Regions from separate parts of the Zea mays genome. Here region 1 is linked to region 2. The links are chromatin contacts, called in public Hi-C maps. All regions are on one chromosome and are shown on one strand. The core of a region is the stretch at or near the end of the contact, and the rest is flanking DNA. Distances in the headings are between cores, read along the strand shown. Region 1 holds the start of LOC100281673 (ubiquitin-protein ligase). Region 2 holds the start of LOC103627257 (RING-H2 finger protein ATL72).

What was found. Hi-C and Micro-C count contacts between places; a contact is called where the count stands out from the background.
Region 1: a contact with region 2 is called in a Hi-C map of bundle sheath, with 2.5 times the contacts expected there. The contact joins the promoter of LOC100281673 here to the promoter of LOC103627257 in region 2. A contact is called at or near these places in 2 of 25 Hi-C or Micro-C datasets (bundle sheath and ear).

What each region holds. Positions count from the first base shown.
Region 1 is chr5:174,557,183-174,559,976 of Zm-B73-REFERENCE-NAM-5.0, reverse strand. It overlaps LOC100281673 (ubiquitin-protein ligase), which reads left to right and starts at 1,521. Exons shown (of 1, transcript NM_001154593.2): 1 at 1,521-2,794. The coding sequence starts at 1,699.
Region 2 is chr5:173,754,064-173,757,144 of Zm-B73-REFERENCE-NAM-5.0, reverse strand. LOC103627257 (RING-H2 finger protein ATL72) reads left to right here and starts at 1,429. Exons shown (of 1, transcript XM_008647543.4): 1 at 1,429-3,081.

The sequences.
Region 1 (2,794 bases), core at 272-2,771, 800 kb before region 2:
TAACATAGGATTAAAATAATTAAGTGTTATAACAAATAAAATAAAAATATTTATTGTTTATAGTGGACAACTTATAACAATTTCAACCAAACGACTTTCGGTTTTTTTTCACAAGAGTTTTTCGCAGCAGACAGCTGACAACGGTTTTTTCACAATTCACGGCTAAACCAAACGCACCCTAAGTACTATGTCGAAGCTAGCCATAGATCGCGTTGCGTATGTCATTTGAGTAGATACCTAACATCTAAGTGAGGATATAAATAGAAACCTATTAACTTAGCTACATTAAATTAAATAAAGATAAAATTGTCTATTAAAACCAGAAAATTGAATGAGAAGCCTATGCTCCCACTCAACATAACGTGGGTCTGCCCCTGATTGTATGCACTGCGCAGCATAGCACTAGCGCGTCAGCGAGTAAATAATCTCAAAAAATATTCCTAGATCTGTCTGGCCCGCTGCGCCGTGGCCCCCTACCGTGCCATGGAGGGACAAGGTGGAGGCGTGTGTCGTCTGTTGGCCTCGCTTGTCCGCTAATAGTCTCGGCCTAAGGCTCTCTCCAACTATTCCTCCTCCCAAATCTCTCATTCGTATTTTTATTCATGTTTAATTACCTATTTCTCAACTATTATTCTCCATATTTCTCCTCCTCTCCAACAGTTATGCCTATTCAGCTCATCTTTATACTTTAAGTGCCCTATTTAATTTTTATATACATTAGTTTTAGAGTTTTAAAAATTTCTACAATATTTATAGTATCGTAATACACATTATTATATATTAATTATACTAAAAAAATAATTTTACAGTAAATATGATTAATTAGTGTTTGTGAGCTTCGAGCTCCCTTTTATGGGTGACAATGAACTCTAAATTTTACACTGTAAGGTTTAAGGATCAAGTTAGGATCGAACCATATTTCTATTTATTTTTGAACAAAAAATTAATTAAAACTTTAATATTTTGTGAGGAAGTATTTGGATTATGATTCATTACCACCTCACTCCCTCTCCATGGAGGTGGATTTTTCTGTCACGCGGAGAAGAGGGGAGTGAATCGTTGGACTAAAGAGAGAGAGAGAGTGGGTACAGAGGGGAGTGAACGATTCAGGGAATCCTTGGAGAACGCCTCAGCCAAGCCAAGCGCCCGAGCCGCCAGTCGGTCAAGGTTAAAATTAAAAAAGCCGCCGCATTGGCGCCCGCAGTGCGCCCAATCGTCATCCGCCAACTGGGACGTCGCAGTCGCGCCCGTCCCGAGTCCCGACCGGTGGAGCCGCACCTCACCGCACCGCCGTCGGCCCCGGAGCGCGGCAATGGCATGGAGTGGAGCCCCACGGTGGGGGTGGTAGAAGTAGTACTAGTACGTAAACCGTAATGGTACTCCAAGGATTCCCACTCCCAGCTCCGGCCTCCGGCACGAACGTACGTTGGAGTAGCAGCAAGGAGTGACCCCCACCACGCACACGTGCTGGCCACCTCCCGCCTACTTATACCCGGCGCCATTCGTCCTCCCAATGGAATCGGCCGGTCTCCTCCCTCCACCGCACCTGCAGTCAGCAGCAGCCTCCTCTCCACCCACCAAGGGCACCAACCCACCACCACCACTCACTCAACCACCTCTCGTCTCTCTCCAGCGCGAGCTAGCTGCTAGTGCTAGTTCGCTCGTCGGCCAAGATCCAAGACAGCAGCAGGGCTTGTAATGCCGGGGAGCGTGCCGCTGGGTCTGTGCCTGGACACGGCGGGGGTGCAGGTGCCGTGGTACTTCAGGTGCCCCATCTCCCTGGAGCTGATGCGCGACCCCGTGACGGTGTCGACGGGGCAGACCTACGACCGCGCCAGCATCGAGTCCTGGGTAGCCACGGGCAACACCACCTGCCCCGTGACCCGCACGGCGCTCGCCGACTTCACGCTCATCCCCAACCACACCCTCCGCCGGCTGATCCAGGAGTGGTGCGTGGCGCACCGGTCCATGGGCGTGGAGCGCATCCCCACACCGAAGCAGCCCGCCGACCCGGACCTGGTGCGGTCCCTCGTGGCGCAGGGCCCGGGGCTCCCCGCGCTGCGGAGGCTCAGGGCGCTGGCCAGGGAGTCGGACAAGAACAGGCTGGTGATGGCCACGCACGAGACGAGGGCCGCGCTGGTGGAGGCCGCCTTCGGGTCCGGGTCCGGGTCCGGGGCGGCGAGCGAGGAGCTCGAGACCGAGGCCATGGCGGTGCTCGCGCTGGTGGGGCTCGGGGAGGCCGAGGCCGCGGAGGTGGTCGGGAGGGAGGAGCGGGTGGCCAGGCTCGGCAAGGTCCTCGGCGGCGGCGGGCCGCTGGAGGCGAGGGTGAACGCGGGCGCCGTGGTGGAGGCCGTGGCGTCGGCGTCGGGGGCCGAGGCCCGGGCTGCGCTGGGCGGCGCCGAGGGCGTGATGGACGGGCTGGTGGCGCTGGCGGAGGAGGAGAAGGCCAACAACGCCCGCGCCGTGCGCGTCGGGGTCCGGGCCCTGTTCGCGCTGTGCCTGGCGAAGGAGAACCGCGCGCGCGCGGTGGCGGCGGGGGCCGCGGCGGCGCTGGCGCGGCGCGTGGCGGAGGGCGGCGCCGGGGAGCCCGAGCGCGCGCTGGCGGCCGTGGAGCGGCTGTGCCGCGCCGAGGGCGGGCGCGACGCCGTGGTGGCCGGCGCGGGCGGCGGGCCCGCGGCCGTGGCGGCGCTAGTGCGCGCCATGTCCGGGCGCGGCGCGGAGCACGCGGCGGGCGCGCTGGCGGCCGTGGTGGTGGGCGCGGGCGGGTCGGAGGCGCTGCAGGCGGAGGCGGTCC
Region 2 (3,081 bases), core at 180-2,679:
TAAGCTAGTGTTGTTGTTGTTTTTTTGGGTAAGCTAGAGTCATGTAGCTAGAGTCGTGTAGTCATGTAGCTAACTAAGAGGGTATTTAAATGCACTAGAGTTAAAAATTTACTAGTAGAATTAGCTAGCTAACTAACAACTAATTTACTAAAAATAGCTAATAGATGAAATATTAGTTAGGGTGTTTAGATGTCTTTAGCTAATTTTAGCCACTAACTATTATCTCTAGTGTATTCAAATATATCCTAACTATTAGCTACAGTGTATTCAAGCACCCCTAAGTCATAGTTGACTCCGCACAATATGTCCACGGTGAGATCCTCATATGCCATTGGTTGAAAAAAAAAAAGGTGAAGTTGCTTTCGATCGGATAGGAATAGAAGCTCAGGGTGCACCAAAGATCATATTCATCGCTATCTGGCCTCAACCTTGAATGCTCAACAAAAGCAGGTGGTTCTTCTATATGTATGATGTATCGACGAGTGGAATAACTTTTCTCCTACTTTGTTTATCCCACACAGGTTTTTTTTAATCCATACAAAAACCGGCGCGTTCAAGTGTAGAAAACAGAACTGTCTTTGCGCAGTACGGGAACGCTAGATCAAGCAAGTGAAGGTCCTTCGATGTTTTGGTTCCTTTTTTTATGCTTTGTTTAAACTTTCATGGCAGTCATTATTCATTTCATTCAATATTGGTTTCCTCCCCCGCTACATTTTGGATCAAGTTTTGAGTGTGTGGTGGACCATCTTCTTATCCACTCAGTGGTGCGCTTCCATTCTTCTCCATTTGCTACGCACTGTTGGCCATGCCAGAATACTGGAAGGATAACCTTTTTTATAATAAGTGTGTATATATACTACTCCTACATGAGACATATATTTGCCACGATCAGTGCATAATTTTTTTTATCGAGATATTTGAAGGATTATATGGATCGCATTGGGACATGCATCTGGTAAGCTACTGGGCATACTTATCTGGTTTGCCCTTTCTTTAGAACGTGTTACAGGCTTTTTTTTGGGATTAAAAAGCTACAGTGTTGTTGCACAAATCTGTTGCAACTCAAATTTGGGTAGGCAGGGAAGTAAACAGCTCGTCAAAACGTGGCCATCGTCTTGCTCGCTTAGAGCCTGCTTGGATACCCATATATATGCCTTAATCCAACCACTACAACACACATACGTTGAAGTAGATACATGGGCATCTAAACAAGGCTTTAAGCATAATTATCTCATTATCTTAAGCGTTTTTGAAGAAGAAGAAGAAGAAGAAGAAGAAAAAGTCTGTGTTTCTTGTTTTCGCTTCGAAAAACATTGTTCCTTATAAGCTTTTGCGGAAACCTGATAAAGCTAGGCCCTATGCTTATCCTATTGTTCCTTATGAACTTCTGCGAACGAAGTCCCACTATCCCAGAATGGATGTCCGTTATCATTCTGCTTGTCAATTCGCCTATTTTTGCTTTCCGTCCCTTTCTTAATCCACGTTCTGATTTCTGCACGTGGCTGCCTTTTCAGCTATCGAGCCAAAGCTTACGCAAAGAGACAGAGGTGTCGAATTAGCCTATACTTCCCACATGTGTTCCCTCCCTCAGGCCTCAAACATAGAAATAGAAGTCGGCTGTAATTATTTAATTTAATTTGGCTCATCAGGATTCAAGCTTGAGAACTCTGGCCCTGTGATACCCTATTGAATTGCATGTAGCTTAAGTCGATGGAATAAAAAAAAGGGTGCACTTATGGCTAATTCACTTTTATACTTGTCAACAATCAGAATCGTCCCAGACTCCCAGTGTGCCTGTGGCAGAACATTCTTTTGCTTCCTGGATAGTGGAGACAGTCACATATGAAAACGATCTTTTCGTGAGAAAACTAAGACAGAAAGAAAACATAAGACTCTGAACCTGCAGTTTAGCAAGATTAGACATTCCAGGAAATGCAACTAACGAGACAATCATCGTTGGAGGCAGCTGACCTGGGGCGCGCCATGCATCCTCGAAAGCAGGCAAAGCTTGTGGGTCGGAGTTGCGAGCTCTGCTCACTGTTCGAAGTGGAAGGGATCAGAAGCAGCCAATCAGCATATGCAAAAATGCGACGTGGTTTGTGAGTGGTAATTAGTTGCTTTGTCAGCTTCACCATCGATCGTGCTCACATGCTTCATTGTCTTGGTATGTTACTGCCTCATGATTGCTCCAAGATCGAGGATACGATTCTCTACAAGATTGGTTGGTGTGTGTTAGTGTTACTGTCAGCTGTCATACTAGTCAAACTCAACTTTCTTGGACCATGGTTTCTCTCTCTCTCTCACACACACACACAGCTCCCGTCTTTTTGTCAAGTTGAAGGTCTATCAAGTTGAAGGATGTTTCCTATAAGTGATACAAGAAGGCACTAGTGTCACAGACAGAGTTGCATTTATCATATGTATGCTTTAATTTGTTTTAGTCAGTAGTAATAGTAGTCAAGATGTTAATTAATCTACTAGTACCTGCGAGTGTACAATAATTGCAATCTGGAAAGAAACCGGATTTTTGGAAGTCAAACTCACTATCATATATGCTTTCCCTTGGGCAGACCATGCCCACGAGTTGAGTTGGCTGGCTGGACCAGAGTTTGACCCCCCAAAGTTCACAAATAATTCAGTTGCCATGAACCACACGGTATGGCAAGGAGTGGCAGAGGTCAAAGATACAGCCTCCCCCACATGCCACATGGCCTGCAAAAAGAGTGCAACACTAGCAAATAATTCAGTGCCTGATCTCCCTTTTCTAATCCATCTCTTGCTGCTGCATGTGTGCTGCTAAGCCTCCCTTATCCTGCTTTACACCCATGATCAGGCAGACAAGATCTGGTGCTATACCAGCTAGTGCCCCTCTGATTCCCGGAAAGCCACCACTGTTAACAACACACTCACACGCCCAGACCCAGCTAGCTAGCTTCCTAGTGCCTCCTGGCCGGCCTATCCATTGCCTTGGCTCCCCTGGGTGCTACTGCTGATGGGGAAAGACACCTATGCAAGTTCACGCCAAGCCTTACCGTTGGCTGCAATCTTGCTGCCCGCCTTAGCCTATATATACTGCTTCCA